2 separate regions of the Gossypium hirsutum genome follow, and region 2 is linked to region 1. Evidence: chromatin contacts called from public Hi-C data. All regions are on one chromosome and are shown on one strand. Each heading gives the region's core, a stretch centred on a gene start, on an enhancer-like site or on the middle of the called end of the contact. The rest is flanking DNA. Distances are from core to core; before and after follow the strand shown.

Region 1 (6,925 bases), core at 2,786-5,285:
TATGAATTGATTAAACGAAGGAATTTAATCATTAATTAGCTACTGATTTTCCAATATATTATTGAATTAGGTGCTGACCCAATCGCCCCAAATCATCCGTAAAGGCGAAGAACGATTGGACGTACAGTTCGCTTCGATACAGTGTAAGGAATCTAACTAGTTTGGATTCATAAAATAGTTATAATTTCAACAATTTGTTTAAACTCATAAGTGGGTGTTTAAGGGCTGTTTTTATTGGTAAATTTACTGAATTTATACTAAATTTTGGTTTTGGTTTGTTTAAGGAATTATTAAGGAAAATTGGAAGATCCGCTAGTGTGCTGTAAGGAAGCGAAAAATAAGGTGTGGGTCCTAAACTCATAAAATTATTTGAAAATGTTAAATATTATATTATATTTGATAAATTAGCTTGCTGATTGGATTGACTTAATTGCCAAATTATTGATTTTGTGAGTGGCCAAACCAGGTATGTTTCGAGCCTTAAAAGATTGACATGTTGGCAAAATTGCTAGTTTGATAGTATGGATGTTTGATTGAGTTTGTAATTGCATATTTGAGTTATGAGATATGAGAATGTTTGACTGAATGATATAATGTGTTGAGATATTAAGCTTATGTATGATTTAAACGCATGAGATATTTGTTATATTGTGTACTGAAAAGGGTGCTATTTATGCACAATGAAAATCCGTAAAGCATGTGAAATTGAACGATATTGATTGATACCAACACAGTGGTAATTTGAAAGATTGGAACACTATTTCCATTTATTGAAAGTATGCAATTATTGAGGACATGCTGAGCATGTCAAATGAATGTGAAAAGTATTGAGATATGATTATGTATGAGATTGTGTGACATATTGCATATGCATTGGGTTGGGATTTTATGGTTGACGGAAGAGTTCCGTGCAGTAACAGTGGCATATTAAGTCTGCATTATTCGTAGTCAGTGCACCGCACCTAGAGTACCGAGGGGATAGGCGATTTTATCGCATATCCAGTAGATTTTCTGCATTATTGATTACTTGGTGGTTTTACCACATCGAGCTATGCTCATAATTTTTTGGAGTTTGGCAGACAGGTTCTGGGGAACTCGTGGTGTGTAGCGGATGGTATGAATAGGAACCTTTTTGCATTGCATCATGTGCACGACATATTCGAATGTTATTGATTTATGCTACGTATTGTATTTTGTTGTATTGAATGGTATCAAAATTAATGATTGTTACTCAAATGAATGATGACCTATGCTCATACACCGTTTGACAATAATTTGATAATGGCTATGTAACGATATGAAATTCCTATGATGGTTCTGTTTTCTTCTGTTAAAGCTATGTTTCACTATATTCGATATTTATGTTTGTTTAAATAATTGTTCAACTCACACTGAGCTTTTCATAAACTCACCCCCCAATAGTGTTCAACTTTTTACGTAAACCTCAAAATTAAGATCAGACTCGGCATTCAGAGAATCATTTTGGGCCTCAGATTATTATTTTCTAATTAAGTATTATTAATTCTTTATTGGTTTTGGCTTGTAATTTTTAATTATTTCTGGTCTGTGTCTTGGTAACTTTTCTTTTCGAGATTTTTGCATGCATGAATTACTCAAGTATAATAACCGGATAATGCATGATATCGGGCTTAAGTAAAATTTGATATTGTTCCCTAGTTTCCACTACATTGCAAAGGAACTTTTTTGAAAAACAAATCGATAAAGCAACTAATTTTCTAAAATGACTTGAAAAATGATTTTTTTGTTTTATTAATTTAACTTCGATTTTTTTTAAAGAAGAGCGACAAGCAAACAGTTTTTGTGAAACAACATTGTCAACAATAAAATGAATCCTAAGCATATACGACTTAATGAATGAATGCTTTTAAGCTAACTCAAAGTACAACTACGATTTTCTCTAAAATGAGTTTATTTAAAGTTTTAAAAAGTAACGTAAGTTAGCTCAACCATTTTAGTAGCTAATGTAGCCTTCTCAATCTAACCATAACGTCTAAGCCGTGTTTAGAAGCTTAAAAAAAACATGGATTCGTAGATGAGTTAGAGAGAGCACTAATTTGATGATTAAAAAACTTGTTTTGAGTGCAAAATATGTTGTATTTGTAAAGGAAAAAAAGGCTTAGCTAGAGAGTGAATTTAAATAATTACATAAAAGTGAAGCATGATTGAGTTGGAAATTAAATAACATCCTGTATTATTAAATTAATATGAATAAAATATGCAGACATAAAAAGATTTAAATTACATAACCAATTGGTATATTCATAAAATTTTATTTTTCTAGTACTAATTATTGATCAGTAATTCAAACTAACATAAACCAATCTATTTCCTAGGCATCCTCTACAATAATTGACAGGTAGTAACCCACCCCTAGAATACGCGTGCATTGAGTCAGGCTGATGTAGCCAATGGCAAAGGGGTTTTTGTATTTTGGATAGGAAGCCAATGACAGTTGATGCTTGAAAATGGGGCCATAATATAAGTTAAAAAAAAGAGTCGCATCGCAATCATTATGTTTTGCCAACAAGAGCTTATCCTAGGGCAAATTATAGTGTAAAGCATTGTCTTTTTCTTCCAACAGCAACAGAACTTGAAAGTTAGGTAAAGAATTTCACAAAGGTATTTGATTTTATATGTAGTGGAAGTACTGTGGAGCTAAGGCCAGTGCTTCAAGGCTGGAAAGTTGGTTTCCGACCCTACTACATCACCCCCATTATGCCATCTTTGATTTTGGGCTTCTTCTATGTGCTTCGCTTGGGTTTTTGAGCATTTTTCATAGTATTAAACTATGGGATGGGCCTTCTCTTTTTACTCAAATCTCGATTATCCCAATATCCAAATGGCTTTTACATATATCATCCACACAACACCGCAGATCTGCAATTCCTAACATAGTAAAAGAACCGGAGGTTGCAATAAATGTAGGGAAAGAGGGTAAATACAAAAAAAAAGTAATTACACCAAATTTAGATTCAACTCATATTTGAATTTTTTAAGTTTCATATTTAAAAAAATTATAATATATTAGTATAATATTAATTAGCGAAATTTAAATGATATCTTTAATAACATTTAGACTTAAGGATGTAAAAAGTTCTTAAACTTAAAAAAAAAAACAATTAGGTCCCTTTTTTCTTGCGCTCAATTGGGTACTTAAACTTTCAAAATGCATAAAAAAAACCCTCAGACTTTTTCAAAAAAGTAATTAAGCCCTTACATTTTCTTTACTCAATTGGATACTTGAACTGCCAAAATGAATAAAATAACACCCTTAAACTTTTAATAAAAAAATAATTAAGTCCTTTTTTTTTGCACTCAATTGGGTGCTTGAACTGCCAACTCCCTAGATCTGCCCCTAGCCTTTTTTAATACATTTTAGCAGTTTAAGTACCCAATTGAGTGCAAAAAAACAAGCAGGTGCTTAATTGCTTTTTTTTTTAAAGTTTGAGAGTTTTTTTGATGCATTTTGACAGTTCAAGTACCTAATTGAGTGAAAAAAAGCAGGAGCTTAATTACTTTTTTTTGAAAAAGTCCGAGGGCCTTTTTTATGCATTTTAAAAGTTCAAGTACCTAATTGAATGCAAAAAAAAAGAGCTTAATTGCTTTTTTTTTTTTTAAATTTTGAGAGCTTTTTACACTTTTAAACCTAAAATTTACTAATGTAATTTGATTTTCATTTAATAAAACATAATTAAAATATTTTTATATAAAATCTTAATAGTTTACGGAAAAAAATATTTTAACTAAAATTTATTATTTTTATTTCATTAGGAATAAAACTAACTTTATTAAAATTTAAAAGAAAAAACAAGACTCAACTTAATTTGATCTTAAAAAGTTAACAATCTGAGTCTGCTGCCCTAGCACGCTTAGGTCTGCCGCCGCTGGCACGTTTTTGTTTTTCTTTAATTCGTTTATTTTATGTTTTACTAATTGCCTTCTTCACTTCTAATCTTTTTTCCTGAAATCTGAAAAAGGGGTGTTTGTGTTATTCTGGCAATAAACCTGCAGCCATGGAGAATGAATTAGCACAATTATCGATTAATGAGGAGGAAGAAGAAATATTGCAGATTCAAGCAGATCCGAGTTATCAAAGTGAAGTGGGGGAGTTCCAGCTTGTGGGATGTTTCTTAACAGCAAGTGTTATTCATTTTCCAGCCATGAAAACCACTATGGCAAATTTGTGGCACCCTATTTATGGGGTCCAAATTAGAGATCTGGGTGAAAAAAGGTATTTGTTCCAATTTTATCATAATATGGATATGGAAAGGGTTCTAAAAGGTCTACCATGGACTTTTAATAACCATCTACTATTATTGAATAAGTTGGGGAGAGGCGAAGATCCATTAAAAGTGCCGCTAATATTTACTCCTTTCTGGGTTCAAATCCATGATGTCCCAATTGGATTATTCTCTAAAAAGTTAGCAATCCAACTGGGTAATTTTTTAGGTGTTTTCCTGGAATATGATACTTCAAATCTAGGAAAGGAAAATCGTAATTATATGAGGGTAAGAGTACAGATTGATGTTAGGAAGCCTCTGAAAAAGAAGAAACAGGTTTTATGCATTGGGGTTAGGTCATATGTCAAGTTTAAGTATGAACGGTTATTGCTTTTTTGTTTCTACTGTGGAAGATTGGGGCATAATGATTCATTCTGTGAGATAAAAATGATGACAGGGGCAGATACAGAAGAATTAGGCTGGGATTTATCATTGCGAGCGCAATCTCGAAGAGCCCTTTCAATGAATAGTATATGGCTACGAAAAGAGGAAGAAAGAAAAGGGAAGGGAAGATGGGGGGAGAATTGATCTGAAGAATCAAGACATAGGGATGGAAGTTCAAAAGAACGAGGGGGAAAGATTATTGACCCAATTCTGGGGTTTAGTATTGAAGGAGGGCTGCCGTCTGTAGAATGGCGAGAGAGTAAATTTGGTTCGAGTAAGATAAATATGGCAATGGAACATGATTTAGAAGATGAGACCTTAGTAGGGGAGAAGGGGAAAAATCAAAATAGGGGGAGATGGAAGATCTTTTCAGCAATGCAAAAAGGGATAATACAAGTACAAGAAATAGGAAAATGGTGGAATTCAACCTTTTTATCATCGGCGGCTGCCAAGAGGCAAGCCGACCGGACACAATGAAAATAATAAGCTGGAACGTCCGTGGTTTGGGTCTACGGACGGTTAAAAGACTTCGACAGATGCTGAAGTTACATAATCCCCAAATGGTCTTTTTTGTGGAGACAAAACTAGGAAGACAGCAGATGGAATGAGTTTGTAGAAGATGTGGTTATACGAACGGTATTGAAGTTGATCCAGAAGGTATGAGAGGAGGATTGTGTTTAGCATGGAGGAATGAGGTTGATATAACGCTGAGCAGTTTCTCTAAAAGACACATTGATGTATTCGCTGATGATAATGAAAAAGAATGCAAGTGGAGATTTATAGGTTTCTATGGATCCCCATATATACAGGATCGGAATGAATCATGGGCTGTTCTAAAAAGCCTGACTACTAATAAGGATTTCCCATGGTTTGTTGTTGGTGATTTCAATGAAATTATGTATGGATCCGAAAAGAAATGAGAACTGCTTAGAGATAAGAGGAGAATGGAATTGTTTCGAAGAATACTCGAGGAATGTCAATTGTACGATGTGGGCTATGAAGGCAGCTGGTTTACTTGGGAAAGAGGAAACTTACTGGAGACCAACATACAAGAAAGATTAGATAGAGGAATTGCAAACAAGGAATGGATTAATATGTTTTAAGAGGTAAGAGTTCAGCATTTAACGCACTCATTTTCAGATCATTGTCCACTTCTTATTAACACAAGGAGGCATGAAGAAAGAAGGAGCTACAATTTTAAATTTGAAGCTTGGTGGTCCTTGGAAGAGTCTTTTGACAATGAATTTAAGAGTTTGTAGGAGAACGCATTAGGAGAGCTAGTACAGAAACTGAATTTTTTTGAAAAAAGGATTACAAAGGTGGGTTGAGCAAATCCAAAATGAAAGAAAGAAGACAAAACAGGTTCTCATAAGGAAACTAAAGGAGCTGGCTGAGGAAGAAAGAGACGATAAGACTTTGGAAGAATTGATTGATACGAAAATCAATTTAAATTGAGCTTGAAAAAAAAGAATGCTACTGGGAACAAAGGGCCTGAATCGATTGGATAAGATATGGGGATAGGAACACATCTTTTTTTCATGATAGAGCGTCACAGAAAAGGAGCAAGAACCTCATTCGTAAGCTAAAAAACGAATATGGAAGAGAGATGGGGGACTTGCAAGACATGGAAGGTATAACACGGTCTTACTTCAAGAAGCTATTTTCAACAGAAGGAAGGGGGAGTATGATCGCATATTAAAAGGGATTGAACGGTGTATTCATGAGGAAGACAATCGAAAGTTGGCAACAGTATATACCAAAGAGGAAATTATGGAAGCAATTTTTGCCACGGGACCAACAAAGGCACCAGGAAAAGATGGCTTCCCAGCCCTCTTTTATCAAAAGTGTTGGCAAACAATCGAAGATGATGTTACCACTTTTTGCTTACAGATATTAAACGGCGGTAGGGAGGTAAGTTCAATTAATTCTACAAATATAGTACTTATCCCAAAAATTCCTCATCCATCTAATATGTCACAATTCAGGCCAATTAGCCTATGTAATATTCTCTATAAAATCATTGCAAAGGCTATTGCAAATAGATTGAGTGAAGTTATTGGAAAATGTATTGATGAGACGCAAAGTGCCTTTGTGCCAGGTCGGCTGATTTCAGATAATGTGCTATTAGCCTATGAAATATTGCACAAGTTGAAACAGAAGAGATTGGGGAAAAAAAGGTACATGGCTGTTAAACTTGATATGAGTAAAGGATTTGACAGAGTGGAGTGGGACTTCTTAAA
Region 2 (6,925 bases), core at 1,654-4,153, 170 kb before region 1:
AAACTGACTTTTATACATATAATATTCCCGCTTTCATTGATCACGCCTTATCCAAAACACATTGGATTTAGAACCCATTTAGCCTTACTTCCCAAACATAAATTAGGACCATAATTGGTCTGCTCTCCAAAGCCACTAACAAAGGGTAAAATGTTTCCACAGTCAAATATCAAAGGTTGGAACATTTTTATTTTCTTTATTTGTTCTTGCTATATGAAGTGTTCCTTAAGATAATGTTTAATGTCCCAAAGGAGCTACAAGATAGCACCACCACTTACATGGCCCTTATTAGATTCACAGTCACTTTCCTATGTACTACTTTGAAATTGATGAACTCCCCAATTTTTATTTTCTTACCTATACATTTATATCACCGTCGTGGGGCAAACCAAAATGAGAAGTGAAGTGGTGTGGGGAAGGGTTTTAATAACACTTGAAAGTCAAGCAAATGAAAATGTGATTTGAAGGTGTTAAGATTGTTTAAGCCAAAAGGCAGCAGCTCTCAACTCACCTAAATTTAAAGGGGAAGCCAACAGGAAAGAAATATATATATATATACATATATAAAGTTGATAAAGCTGTTGTAAAAGCGATTACGATTTCTTTGTGTCCTCTCGACAGTGATAGGCAACCAATTTGGAGTGTGTTGGGAACTGAAAAACAAAGGTGATGATGATAGAAGTTTCATGTAATTTTCAATTATTATCTAAACAAACCAGATGCATGGCACTAAGTAGTATACAAAGCTGAAAGTGATACTTACGGATGGATGAATAAGAAATGTACTTTTGTTCTTTTATAAACAATCGTTCACATATAGAATTGCAACATTCTAATACACAAATATGGCCATATGCAACCAGGCAATGAAGAGTAAAAAGACACTAAAACAAGCCTTATTCTGCAGTTCTACCTCACACCCACACAAAAGAATGGACGAAAAAGCTTACAATATGATTTTTTTTTTTTTTTGCTCACAAATAGTCCAAAACCAGAGGTGATGAATTTTGTGTATCATACTTATATACACTAGATATGAAGGAAAAAGAAAAACTATGGTACACACCTGATATAAAAAAAGGCAGAGCTAAATATGTCCATAAGCTGTCGTAAGTCTCTGGATATCCTTAGCACACATATCGGAATTTTGTAAACCTTCTTGTTGCTGCTGCGGCTGTTGATTTTGAGGCCACATACTGTTTGATAAACTCTTAGTATTCGTTAAGCAATGTGTTTCCGATTTTATCTCGATATTGTATAAGCTGGATTGTGGTGCTTGATTTTGCAAAGCAGCCGCCATTAATAATGGGTTATTGAGATATTCCGGCCATTTCATTTCGTCGGGTTGGGTTTCCATTAGATGGATTGGAGCTTCTTCTTTCTCTGATGTGCTGCAATCTGCCATTCCCCAAGCGTAACTGTTGTTAACAGTAAAGGAAGGCATTGAAGGAGTGTGAGAGGGAAGTGTGACAGAAGGGTTGAATCCTATAGGAGAGGAAAGGAATGGTGAGGTTGCCAATGGTGGGAGAAGTGTAGACATGGAACTTGAAGAAAACTCAGACTGGGAGAACCAGGGTGAGAGCCTTGGGTTGGTTGATGCGTAGCTCAATTGCTGAACCGGAAAATGAGGCATGAAATCACAAGGCTGGCCGTTGGTAGTGGTGGCTGTGCTTGCGAATCTATCGAGGAACAAGTCTTTGCGGGTTGTAGATGTCATCAGATTGTTGGAGCTGGAACAGCCTTCCATTTCCAACTGATAACCTGGTGCTGGTGCAGTAATTGATGATGTTGGTCTTTGTTCATATAAAGCTGTTCCAGGTTTAAGGTTGTCGGTGTTGAGCTTCAATTCACTAGATGGCCCGGAAACCATGTCCAGGCTGTTTGTGTGTTGACTCTTGTTGTTGTCTTCTCCATTTTCAACCTCAGAGAGTGGCTTGTGAGTGACAGGGTCAATGCCTCTCTGCCTAAGCTTCTTCTTCAAGCAAGAGTTCCATAGGTTTTTAATTTCATTGTCGGTTCTTCCTGGCAATTGCGCAGCTATCTGGGACCACCTGAGGATCCAATTCCAACCAACATATAAAGCAAAGAATGTTTTACTGATTTCTGTAAAAAAAATCAACAGAAATTTAATTCAAATGAGAGAAAGAAAATACCGGTTCCCCAAAACTGCATGAAGTTCGATTATGAGATTCTCTTCTTCTTGTGAGAATGTGCCTCTCTTTAAATCAGGCCTTAAGTAATTAATCCACCTTAATCTGCAGCTCTTTCCACACCTCTGCAGGCCTGCCATGGAAGCGCCAATTCATGAATGTATGATTTAAGGAAGAACACAAACATGAAAAAAGAAAAAGAAGTTGAATTTACCAGCTTGTTTAGGGACAGAGCTCCAGCAACCATGGCCGTACTTTGTAATATGCCTCAACAGCTTCTCATCTTCTTCAGGGGACCAAAGACCTTTCCTTAGCTTCTGCTTGTAACAGCAGGAGTGCCTCCCCATTTTGAGACCATACACTAATTGTAAAGGAGGGAGAGCAAAAGACCTTTCCCAAAACAGAAAACTTTGGTGAATCCTAGGTGAAAATGGTAGCTATGAACATTTGTTTTTGGAATGCTTTGGTAATAAAAAAGAAAATGTAACAGACAAAGAGAGGATTTTGATATAAAAGAAGGGATCGAAAATGAAGTAGCAGCTGTGAAAGGAGTTGAATTTAATATAAAGAGAAAGCTCTCCCCAAGGAAAAGTCGTATTCAATATGGTATTATACTTTCTCACAACCCCACCTTGGTTGATCCAGGGCTAGGTAACTCAATTTCCTTTTTTTTTATTATTAAAAAAAGCAGCTTTAACTTGGAATTTCATCTCAACTAAAACAACCATAAGTTAGTAGACTTAAGGTTGCATATGTCTCTGAGAATTAATGTCTTGTGAAGGGATGGTGGGGGCATTTTTCCTTGTATTATATTGAGATGAAAACAGAAAGTTCTGATTATAATCATGAACTTATAACCCCATGCTTTTAACTTCAACCCTAGTCCACATGGTAAAAGTTTAAGTCAATGGAGACTGATCACAGTAAATTCTGTTTTAACCCCGGCCCCCAAAAGTAAAAACATTGTTGATAGTTGATACTGGTATCAGCTGCTTTCTTTTACCGTACTAGCTTTCTTTTCTTTTGGAATCATAATGGCATTGAAAAGGCTTCATCATTACGTGGAAAGAAAGAAATTATTTTGTTCATTTTCTGAGATTTAACAATGGCTTTCCTGAAACTGATGAATCCCACTAAGTGTTATAAACTTACTCCACAAATACCTTCTTTCCGGATTGTGATATTTGAGACTAGTTCTCATTTGTTTCCCTTTTTCATCCTCTCTCATTAATGGTTTTCTTTGACACGGAAATGACCCAATTCAGAAACAGATGAAAAAAAGCATGCTGTCTTTCATCTATATTTTATACATACGTTTGTATTTTACCTGCGAACACATTCCCAGTAACACAAACTGCAACTATATTAGACCAAAAGAAAAGGCAACACCCAAATTTTGTTACAAATTCATAACTACAATTCAACTCTTTTTACTGACATTGGTAAATAAAATTAAAAAAATCACTATTTCCAGGCCACCCCCACCACTTTTGTACATGTTTCTGACCTTACTGCATCACCCTTTCTCCAATCACTACTGTTTTTGACAGATTTTGCTATATATTGCCATGTTGTCCTAGTTTCTCACTTCATACTTCACATATATGTATGTGGCCTAATAGTGGTGCTACATTTGAATGCAGAAGGTACACACACTACAAAAACTTCTGGGACCAAAGAAACTGTCAATATCAAACTAATCATGAATCAAAATCCAGCCGTAAGGTTGGACTTTTCAAGATTCAAAGCATTTAGCAGATAAATCATAGGACAACTTTTTCACAAATGCTACTTGTTTATCATAGTTTTTCTAATTAATGCAGCCTTAAACTTGGTTTCTGTGGCATTCCTTTCATTAAACCTACCCCTACGTCTTCCACACAAAATATACAAAGGCTTCTTCAAATATCACCACGTTAGATTTAAATATACATAAATTTGATTAGGGTATTAAACTATATGAAGTTAATTTCTGGAAGAAAACTTATTTAAAATATCAATATGAACATAAAAATTTAAGTACAAAAAATGATTGGGTTTGGAGGTTAATTTTATATTTATCTTTAATGATTAGAAGTTTACAGCATGAGTGCATGACAGACGGAATAATTCCCAGAAACTCAATATTTTAATTCATAGGAAGAGTAAAATATCAATAGTCTGGACCATTTTATATGTAGAGATTTTAATTTAGTGAATTAATCCAGATTTAAACCTTCCTAATCCTTGCTGTTTGCACCCTTTTCTTTAGCCATTTACGACAAAAACGAAATTCAATTGTTTTTTTTTCTAAGAGATTATCAAAATCATGAACAGATAGATTAAACTAAAATTTCCTTTAGTTTTTAATTAAATCAAGCTTATGACTTGAAAGATAACAAGGAATTCCTCAAATTTTTATTCCAAATCATTAGCTGTCCTGGCCATGGCCCGCATTGAAATATGAAACCCATTGGGGGAATCTTGATAAAAAAGATTACAAAGTATTGATCACAGGAGGCAATACAGTACCTTAACATCAATTATACATTGGACCCATTTATAAATAATCGAATTTGACAATTATTTTTAATATATTCATCCATATTCAGCTTTTATTCCCATAATTCTTTTTCTTTATTCCTGGATTTGAATTTGAAAGAGATTATTTTTAATATACTAAATTTACACAATTCGAAGGACTAATAATTGCGTCTGCGCAAGCATAGCGTTAAATTAAATTCATGTAGCAATAATGCCAAATCCTTTATTTTTCTTTTGAAGACAGGTGAAGAAGTTCATGGGAACTTGGGGTTGGACCCATCATTTGAAAGGAAACTGAAGCTTGGGATGAATGGCTGATAAAGACATTGAAAGGGTGTGAAGAGGATGATGGTCTGAGATGGGGTGAGAATCAGTGGATTTTGTGTGCATGCAAAATTTGTCCAGAGAGGAATGGACCCATTTACACACACACCACTACACTGCATCTGCTATGATACGCTATACAAATTAACAGATCACTACGCCATCTTTCTGGGTCCCAAATGTCTCAAAATTATGCAAGGGACACTCTCCTCCAATATCATCATTCCATCCTCACTTTTTTTTAAACCTTACAATATACATATATGTATTGCCCTAATATTTAGTGCATGAGCCTTTTAACCAGGCATTCAATTTTCTTTTTCCATTATAGCCAATTCAACCATTGGTTGAGTGGTAGAAGATTTATTATTAAATTCAGTTAACACCAATCTCGAGTTTTATTCATTGGCCACTTTATTACATATCGTTGAAGCATAAACATTTATGATAAATTGAAAATTAAAAAAAATTGGAATATTTTATATCCTTTTTATAATAATTTAAAATATGATTATAATGTTAAATTTAAAGTTTATTAGGTGTACATAAATTTATAAATTCGTATATTGTTAAATTTTACCTCATGGAATTTACTTTAGTTAAGCATTTCATCTAATTTCTTTTGACTGGGAATAAATCTAAAAGCAAAGGAAGCTCTCATAGAGATAATCGGAGAAGTGCGGGACCGGTAGCCAGCAGGTTATAGCCATAAGTAATGTTCATAGTCATACGTACTCCTCCACCGACAAAATCAAACTATTCTTTTTTTTCTCTTCCATTTTTCCAATCACCAAAAATATCATTGAAACCCATTTTTAATGTTTTAAAATATTATATAGTGTTTTTTTTTCCTTTTAAACGAAGATATTTGTGGTTTTTAGCAAAGTTGAGATTGTTTTTCATCAAGTAATTGATTGGAGTTATAATGAATATTTCTCTACTTGTAGAGGTTTTTATTTTTTTTTAATTTTGTGAATTATCCATCCTAATTTGATTCCGTTTTTGGTTTTCCTATATTTTGATAAAAATAAGCTTTATTTTATGGTTTTTGAAGTTATTTGACAAAATTTCAATATCTTTTCCATAAATATTTTTAAAAATAATAATTTTTCAAAGAATTTTAAATTATTTTCACTATTTTGAAATATAAAAAATTAAATTATATATTAAATAAAAAAACAAAATTCTATTCAATTTTGGGTAACGTTGATTTTTGAACTCGCATTCCATAAATTGTTCAAATACCTCAGTTCAGGTCGGTTTTTGGTTTGATCATTTTTTTTTGCTCAACCCTAATTTCTACATATTGTATCATATACCTTACGTGTAATATCAAATTTGAAGAGTATTTAGGTTTGAGTATAATTTATATTTGAGTTTTCTCTCATATTTATTTTGGTTCTTATTCATATTAAAATTCGAATTGAATCATTTATTAAATTCAATGTTTATAAGAACCTCATGTAATGGTCTGACGGTCAATGATATTCACCGTCTCAGGTGTGGCCTGAATTCAAGCCGCACTAATTACATTTGTTATTTAAATTTTGTCCTATTATTGTAATTCATTAAAAAAATTCGGATTGAGATTAAAAGTATTAGGGTGATGAATGTGTGAAGTTTATATTTAAGAAATGCTAGGTAGTTGATGAGAGTTGTAATAAATGCTGGACACTTTTACTTTATATTAATTAGAGTCGTTTGTTATCCGCACATTTTTTGCAGACTGGCTTACAATTGAAGGAGATATTGATTATGGTAATAAAATAATTGGAAAAAAAATTGTGAAATAAATTAATGATATAATTGACAGCCTAATTCAACTATTTTTGTTTGTTTGTTTCTTTTGGAGATAACAGAATTCAATCTCTATCAATATTCCTTAATGAACGTAATTATTAAACCAAAAAAAATATTCTTACATTACA

What was found. Hi-C and Micro-C count contacts between places; a contact is called where the count stands out from the background.
Region 2: a Hi-C map of leaf shows a contact between it and region 1, with 2.1 times the contacts expected there. The contact joins the promoter of LOC107907024 here to the promoter of LOC121220348 in region 1. A contact is called at or near these places in 4 of 34 Hi-C or Micro-C datasets (all in leaf).

Annotation. Positions count from the first base shown.
Region 1 is chrD08:47,644,557-47,651,481 of Gossypium_hirsutum_v2.1, reverse strand. It overlaps LOC121220348, which reads left to right and starts at 4,035. Exons shown (of 1, transcript XM_041100038.1): 1 at 4,035-4,829. The coding sequence starts at 4,035. The coding sequence ends at 4,829.
Region 2 is chrD08:47,816,972-47,823,896 of Gossypium_hirsutum_v2.1, reverse strand. It overlaps LOC107907024 (transcription factor MYB61), which reads right to left and starts at 2,903. Exons shown (of 3, transcript XM_016834218.2): 1 at 2,365-2,903; 2 at 2,154-2,283; 3 at 773-2,051. The coding sequence starts at 2,497. The coding sequence ends at 1,088.